Linked DNA regions of Sus scrofa: region 2 is linked to region 1. A link is a contact called in public targeted proximity ligation data. All regions are on one chromosome and are shown on one strand. The core of a region is the stretch at or near the end of the contact, and the rest is flanking DNA. Distances in the headings are between cores, read along the strand shown.

The links.
Region 2: a targeted proximity ligation map of skeletal muscle shows a contact between it and region 1, with 4 times the contacts expected there. A contact is called at or near these places in 2 of 47 Hi-C or Micro-C datasets (embryonic fibroblasts and skeletal muscle) and 1 of 2 datasets of targeted methods (skeletal muscle).

The regions. Positions count from the first base shown.
Region 1 is chr5:101,274,587-101,278,559 of Sscrofa11.1, reverse strand. The region is part of intron 1 of OTOGL (otogelin-like protein); the gene reads left to right. Among named protein-coding and RNA genes, the nearest start is that of OTOGL, 42 kb to the left of the region's middle.
Region 2 is chr5:101,655,947-101,659,919 of Sscrofa11.1, reverse strand. No RefSeq gene overlaps it. Among named protein-coding and RNA genes, the nearest start is that of PAWR, 35 kb to the left of the region's middle.

The DNA of each region.
Region 1 (3,973 bases), core at 385-2,884:
AGAAAACAGTTTCAAAATGTTCTTTTCTCCTGTCTTCCCAGTTTTGGTCGTGTTCTCCCATATCCCCAACTCTCAGAGGTGAGACTGGGCATGTCTTGGTTCCCCTACAGCGTCTCCATTAATGCTTTTTTCCCCCCTTTGCAGCGCCTCTCCCATCAGTTCTCCCCTTTCCATTCTCGCCACTGTCCCTCTGGGTTAGGTCTTCATCAGTTCTTGGATGTCCTGTATGTCATTTTCCTGTTTTCCCTCTGCCCTTTTGATCGCACCCTATTTCAACCTCTCCAGTACATTCCTATCAGGTGTAGGGACCCAAACAGAATTCTAATCCTTTCCCCAACCTGCTCAGAAACATTGAGTGGCTCCCCATTGCATTCCAAATAAAAGATAAACATGTCATGTACAAGGCACCCTCACAATCAAATCCTACTTTTTATTTCCAAATTTATCTTTTTCCACTTTCCAACACATAGCTGTGCTCTAGCTGCTACCCCGTTGCTTTCTTCTTTCCTTGTTCTCGCACGTTTAGAGCAGTGTCTTAATCGTCTCTGTATTCCATGTGACACAGAGTGGAATGTCTTGCTTAAAACAGAGAGTTCAAGTAAAAATTGAGGAGTTTTGCTTTCTGTGAATTCAAAACCCATGGAGTACTGCCCTCTTTTGGTTACAGTAGCCCAGATCCAAGCCTCCAAATAGGGAATGATACTGCATGACTCATCTTTTCCTTTTGGTTAGAACCCTCATGGAAACAAACAAGGCAGGGTGAAATAATTCCATCCTCTTTTCTCATTTTATCTGGCTTCAAAGATTGTTTGTTTAAGGATATAGAAAGAAGATAAAATTCTGTATAGAAAACTTGCATCTCTACTGATTCAAATCATCTATTATATGTATACTCAGAGCTGGAGTAAAGCCAATAGTACTTTGAACATTTCCAGAACTCCAGAAATTTTCAGGCCTCAGCGTAGACTTTTAGGTAAAAGCTGGGAGATAGTCAAAGAACACGCATTCCCCAAGGGGTTTGTAAGGTGAAGGACGGAGATCTGATTTGAGGGTTGTTGGAACAAGTAGCAAGGTGGTTTATTCACACGAATCTTGGTGTTTGGTCAGGTAGGAAATAAGGTGGCCTGGCCTAGAAGATAGAGTACTTCTGTAGGACCTTACTGGGTTCCCAGTTGACTGGGACTCCACCTGAGCCCGTCTTGAAGACCCAGCAGACGTAGAAGGGAATGATGACTCGGAGTCCAGGAAGAAGGCTGGTCACGTTTTCAAGAAAGGACGGCAGGATGATAGATGTGTAGGAAAAAGACTCCAAGTGATTATGATATGAATGTCCAGGGTTGTTCATTTTAGAGCTTTTATAACCATGTTTTGGTTATGAATCCCATTGAACCTCGCGAGGTATAGAGGTAATAAATCGTAGCTGTGCATGCATTATAAAGAACAGGAAATCTCAATTAAGGCGGGCCCTGAGCTCTATCTCAAATGTCAATGAAACCAAACTTCCTTGGATCTGAAAGCAAGAAGCATTCTAAAAGGGAAACTCAGTGGGTGACGGGAGGCTCCACCCCTCTTGCAGGAGGACGGAAAGGTTGTGGGCTGGGGCCTGACGCAATCCTGGCACCACCTTTGATTGGGAGCTAATGTTAGCAGGAAGATCAGGTGTCAGTCATGTTGTTCTCTGCTATCTTGAGAAGGTCACCGGATTGCTGCCCCTTCTTTTTTGAAATCTGATCTGGGGACCACAAACAGCCACAATGAGTTGGGTCACTGCCATGAGCTCTAACTGGGCTGGCAGGGCTGACTCGGTGCCAGTAGTAGACACAGGATGCTGCTTGAAATATTCAGATGGTGAGAGGGTTGGGTTTCTTTTTCATTTTCAGTAATGCTATTTGAGGAGATAGGATTGTATATGAACATCAAAGAGATTTCTCCTTCTTGGGTAGAGGAGAGACGCGAAAGTCTGTCCCTTTCTGCTGTTAAATATTAAGCTGTGGATGACTTGCTGTTTTGGGAGGCTGCTGTCCTTTTCCAATGTGGTGGGCCTTCTCTTAAATGTCAGCATTTAAATTTGTTCAAACATCTGTAAGAAACAATGGAAAATCCCTCTTGTGAGCAAGGATACATACCCATCTATAAATATGGGTTCTTTTATTTCTGTGTGAATTTGCAAGCAGCACCTCACTGGAGCTGAACTTCTGCTATATAAATAAAACCATCTGGTGCATCCAGAGAATTTCAGTCTCTAGAGAACAGGATCATAAACAATCGATCCTCCCCAGAGCTTTCAGTATGTTCGTTTGACTTAAGCTTTCCCACAGCACTACTTCAATTCTTTTATCTGTGTTTAATCTTCCAAGGATTTTATAATTGGTCTCTTTAATTTTTTTTTTTTGTGGGTACATAAGGAAAAAGCACCCACCACTTTTGGCAAAGTAAAGAATGATGCATCCTTTAAGGTATTTTGCTGAGTGGATCACAAATAGATATTCAGACAGATTAAGAGAGAGTCTGGAAGAAGGAAGTATGTTATTCCATTTTTCTGATGGGAAAATGAGACATAGAGTGAAAAGTTCAGGGTCCCATGTACCACAACTATTAACTGCTAAACATAATTCAGATTTTGTGACTCCCAGTTGAATCATCTTTTTTTTACTCAACACTGTCTTCAACTTGATGTTTATTTTCTTTGAAGCATGGATAGCAAGCATGTTTTTTCAGTAAAACAAAGAGTAGCCAATATTTGACCAATTGACCAAACAAGACCCACCAGCTGGGAAATTGGTTAAGTCTCATAAGAATGAAATTAGCTTTCTTCTGCTTCCCTCCCTTCCTCCCGCCTTTCCTTTCTTCCTTTCCTCCCTCTCTCTCTCTCTCTCTCTTTCTTTTTCTTTTTCTGCTTTTTAGGGCTGCACCAGTGGCATATGAAGTTTCCAAGCTAGGGGTTGAATTGGAGCTGTAGTTGCCGGTCTACGCCATAGCAACGCGGGATCTGAACTCTGTCTGCGACCTACACCATAGCTTATGGCAACGCCAGATCCTTAACCCACTGAGTGAGGCCAGGAATCAAACCCTAATGGATCCTCATGGATCCTAGTCGGGTTCGTTAACCCCTGAGCCATGAAGGGAACTCCCTGCTTTTCTTTTCTTTCTTAAAAAACCTCTCCTGCCTCCTTTAGCAGAAATTGTTCAGTGTTAATTTATTTCATGGAAGAAATGAATTTCTAGGAGACTTCTAAAACCAGAATATGTTTGCCTGTAAGACAAAAATATCACAAAAGTCAGACCGTTGAATGCGGGCCAGAGAGTCTTTGTAGCCACAAGCTGCATTGGAATCACCTGAGGAGCTTTAACATGAAACATTAGTGCCACACATGGAAATTAGCGTCTCATTGCTTGGTTGAGGCTCTCCAAAATAATTCTAGTCTTGCAGGCTGGGTCTGAGAACTAGTATTTGATGCACCTGATTCCACAGGGATCCTAGGCCTGTGGATTCCAGTCGTTCTGCTAGGGTAGTCTTCTTTACTTTGGAAAAATTTTAGGTGAAGCTGAAAAATTAGATAGCAATACAGAAGGAGGCTTGGGAGGGATAGAAAACAGCTAAATGCACTGGGAAGACTCACCGTAAACTCGTTTATACTTTTCCCCGAGGTTTGATTAGACCTCCGGTAAAGCTTGGGTGGTCAGAAGGACAAACGCAGATGGCCAGGGCCTCGTGACCACGGCTCCTGCAAGAGGTGGCCCCAGCTCCTCCGGCACCATTTTCGTAATAGGTTGAAATACTATAGACTCTGCCTTTTAAATTTGGATTACAACAATGCTGTTGTTTTTATGATTTATTGTGGCACATAATAGCATTAATAGCAAGTTCCCTTAGCTGAAATTATATTTGGATATGATTTATTAGGCTGCTCTATGCACTCACCAATATCTGCTTAGTTATTTATTTGGGACTAGGATATGGCCTGCGTCTTAA
Region 2 (3,973 bases), core at 635-3,134, 380 kb before region 1:
GCGTCCACATGGATGCTCCGAGATTCTTTTCCACTGAGTCAAGATGGGAACTCTGAAACTATAAAACTTTTAGACAAAAACATAAGAGAAGGCCTTTGAGATCTAGAAAAAGATAAAGCATTATTTAGACTTGATGCCAAAACCATGACGAATGAATGGAAAACTTGATAAATTTTTTCATCAAAAACTTAAAATCTCCCGTGCAAAAAATCCTGTTAAGAGGATGAAAAGACAAAGACTACTGTTTAGAACACATAAAGAACTCTAAAAACTTAACAGTAGTTAAAAAAGAAATTCAGTTAGAAAATCATCAAAGCACAAAGAGACGTTTCATGGAACAGAACATACAGATAGCAAATATACACGTGAAAAAAATCTTTAGCAACACTAGCCCATACGGAAATGAAAATTAAGAACACAATGATACATCCCTACACACCTATCAGAATGGCTGAAACAAAAAGAAGCAGTGACTTCTGGTGTGGACGGGGAGGCGGGGAACCGGGTCATTCCTACACTGCTGGTAGGAATGTAAAATGACACACACCCTGGGAAAGAGTTTAGCAGTTTCTTTAAAAAATAATCATGCAGCTACATAATGACTCAGTAATTGTGCTCCTGGGCATTTATCCCAGAGAAATAAAAAGTTATGTTCACACAAATAGCTGCACACAAATGCTTATGGCAGTTTTATCCAAAAGAGCCCCCAACTGAAAACATCCCAGCTCTCCTTCGGTGGGTAAATGGCTAAATCTGAGGTATATCCATATCATGAAATGCCCTTCAGCAGTAAAAAGGAATGAACTCTTTTTGTTTTTTGGCCACATCCATGACATATGGAAGTTCTTGGGCCAGGGACCCAATCTAAGCCGCAGCTGTGACCTATGCCACAAATGTGGCAGCACCAGATCCTTAACCCACTGCGCCACAGCGGGGACTCCAAAAAAAGAAAGAACTCTTGGAATATGACCTATCTGGATAAATCTCCAGAGGAGCATAGTGAGAGGAAACATAAATCATAAAAGGTTATATACTATTGCATGCCATTTATGTATCATTTTTAAAATGACAAAATTCGAACAAATTTGTAGTTTCGAGGGGCTGAGAAAGGGGTAGGGGTAGGAGGGAAGTGTATGCAGCTATAAAATCACAACGTAGGGGCTCCTGTGATGTTGTCATCGTTCTCTGCATCCTGACTGTGCTGAGATCCTGATACTGGCTGTGAAATGATGCTGTAATTTTCCAAAACACTACCGTTGAGGGAAACGGGGTAAACGGTGCACAGGGTTCCTACGTTTGTTTGTTTGTTTGTTTTACTACTCCATGTGAAACTGTAATTTTCTACAAGAAAAAGTTTATTTGAAAAAAGAAGACCAGAGGTCCTGGTTTCTGGTCCTCTGTCTAGGTGATTTTTTTTAAAGACATTAAATGGTTCAGCTTCAGATTACTCATCTGCAAAATGGAGGAAGTGATACCAGCACCATATCCTGGAAGCGGGCAGATAAAGAGAAAAAATGTTTAGGAATTTGCACATAGCTACATACTTGGAATCAGACTTCTGGAACAGAAAGGACCTTAGTAATTTCCTCTTTCAAAGTCTCCAAATGATTTTTTTGGACTGTAGGGACCGCAGGTTGGACACGGTGGACAGTAATGGGAAGCAAAGCAGAAAGTGCTTCCCGTACAGCCTTTAAAACTTTCTAACATCCCCCGCCCCACTCAGCCGTGCTTTCATTTGTTTTCCATAGTAGAATTCTGAGGCATTTGTAGGAGAAAAGTCTTTCTTACTTAAGGCATTTTGGAACCGTTCTACTAGTCCCAAACTGTCACTTTCCTGACCAGGAGACTGGTAACCAGAGAGGTTTAGTTACTTGCTTAGATAGTTGGGGGTGGAGCTGAGAACAAAACTAGGGCTATTTAACCCTCAATCCAGTTTTGTTTTGTTTTTTTCCCACCAATCATAGTATAAATAACTTAAGTATGTAGTCAATTTGCTAAGGCAAGAACACTTATTGTTGTCTCGAGCCATGACTTTATCCAGTTGTCCTTAAACAGATGGGATGAATTTGTAGACATGCTGGGAAGGGCAGAACTGGGTATTGTTCACAGGTGGGTGGGACAGAAGGGGTGACTGAAAACAGACGGCGGGTCGTGTACATATTTGGAAAAAGCTTGTTGGCGCCACCTAGTGGTTCAAGTGATGGATGTCAACAGTAGATTTCAGATCCTCACTTTGGTCAATGCTGTTTCCATTAATATATTGAAAGTCGTTGCCGACGACCTCGGTTACTTTAAATCTCTGATGTTTTAGATGAAAACGCTTTTATAAATACAAAAAGAAGAGGCTCATTTTTGGTTTAGCTATGAAGTTTACCTCTGCTAGTAATAAACTTTCTTTTTGATAGAGCAAATTCCTTAGAGGATTTACGTTCAAGCCCAGATTACCTGTTAATTGCAATTAATCAGAACGGCGAATCCGTGCTTAGTACAGATCCTTGGAGTCCTGTAAAACTATCAGGTTACAGGAGGGGCTTAAAAGTACTAACATATTCTTTTTTTTTAAAATAGTATCCGCAGTTCATACCTTTTACTAAATCAAGTATTACTCTGTGTAAAAAAAGTCTTGAGACCACGTATGTTAACAGCGAATGTCATAGGAGCTGCGGTTAGAATGAAGGGCACAGTGTAACCATGAGAAGGGTTTTTACCTCTTTGACGTTTTCTAATGATCACACATTTCTCTCCATGAAAACTTACACTCTAACAGGTATGATCCTTTTTCTTTTTTTCTTTTTTCTTTTTTTTTTTTGTCTTTTTGCTATTTCCTGGGCCGCTCCCACGGCATATGGAGGTTCCCAGGCTAGGGGTCGAATCGGAGCTGTAGCCACCAGCCTACGCCAGAGCCACAGCAAGGCGGGATCCGAGCCGCGTCTGCAACCTACACCACAGCTCACGGCAACGCCGGATCCTCAACCCACTGAGCAAGGCCAGGGACTGAAGCCACAACCCCATGGTTCCTAGTTGGATTCGTTAACCACTGTGCCACGACGGGAACTCCTGATCCTTTTTCTAACATCAAAGCAATTATCTGCGCAGACCAAACCCATCTCAACAACTAGTGAACACTTAAAACGCTTAATTACGTCCATATTCTCACCACATAACGATTGTCTTTCTTTTATGAGGGGTCATGAGAGGAGTGAATCATAAAATAATCTGCTTGCTAAAGGTGTTGTTAGCTTTAGAAATTGCTGGTCTTCTGGGCTGGCCCAATTACCGAAGCTATTTTTGGACCAGTTATGACAATGATGATTAAATGCTCACGTAGGCAAATGATGTTTGGGAGACCAGGATAAGGGAAGTTGTTAACAAGCCCTTGAGAGGAACCCGAGTAACTCCAAGGAGAGCAGAGCCTGCGAGAGCAGAGAGAGAGAGAGCCGGGGACGGGGAAGGGAGAAAGCTTTAGAAACAGAGGTCAGGTACCGCCAGGCAAAAGCACAACAGGGCTGAAACCGTTTCACAGGAGGCATTTTGAAAGCAAGTGTTTTAAGGGCTCACTTAAAAATTTCAACCCGTGCAAAACGATGCCTTGTTCCAAATTTATCTGAATAATTGAATATTTTAAAAGTCCTGAGTAGAGGTCCGTTTCCACGACGCCCATTCAGAAAAGATTTAAGGAAGCGTGGAAATGTCGCTCGGGACCAGGGGCTTGGACCGGAGCCGAAGTTTATGGGGACTCGTGGCTCATGTCAGGCCGCTTTAAGCTGTTCACGCACGTTCCCCATTGACTAACTGAAGCCATTTCCTCCTTAAAAAAAAAAAAAAAAAAATCTGAACTCTACTGGAATACGCTCAGATTTTTCCAGTTAAAACCGCTGAGACTGAATGTTGAAGACAGGTGGGAACAAAAGAGGTTTTGAGGGGAAAGGACACGCAGCCTTCCGGGCTGACTTCCGAACGTCGTGAGAAACGG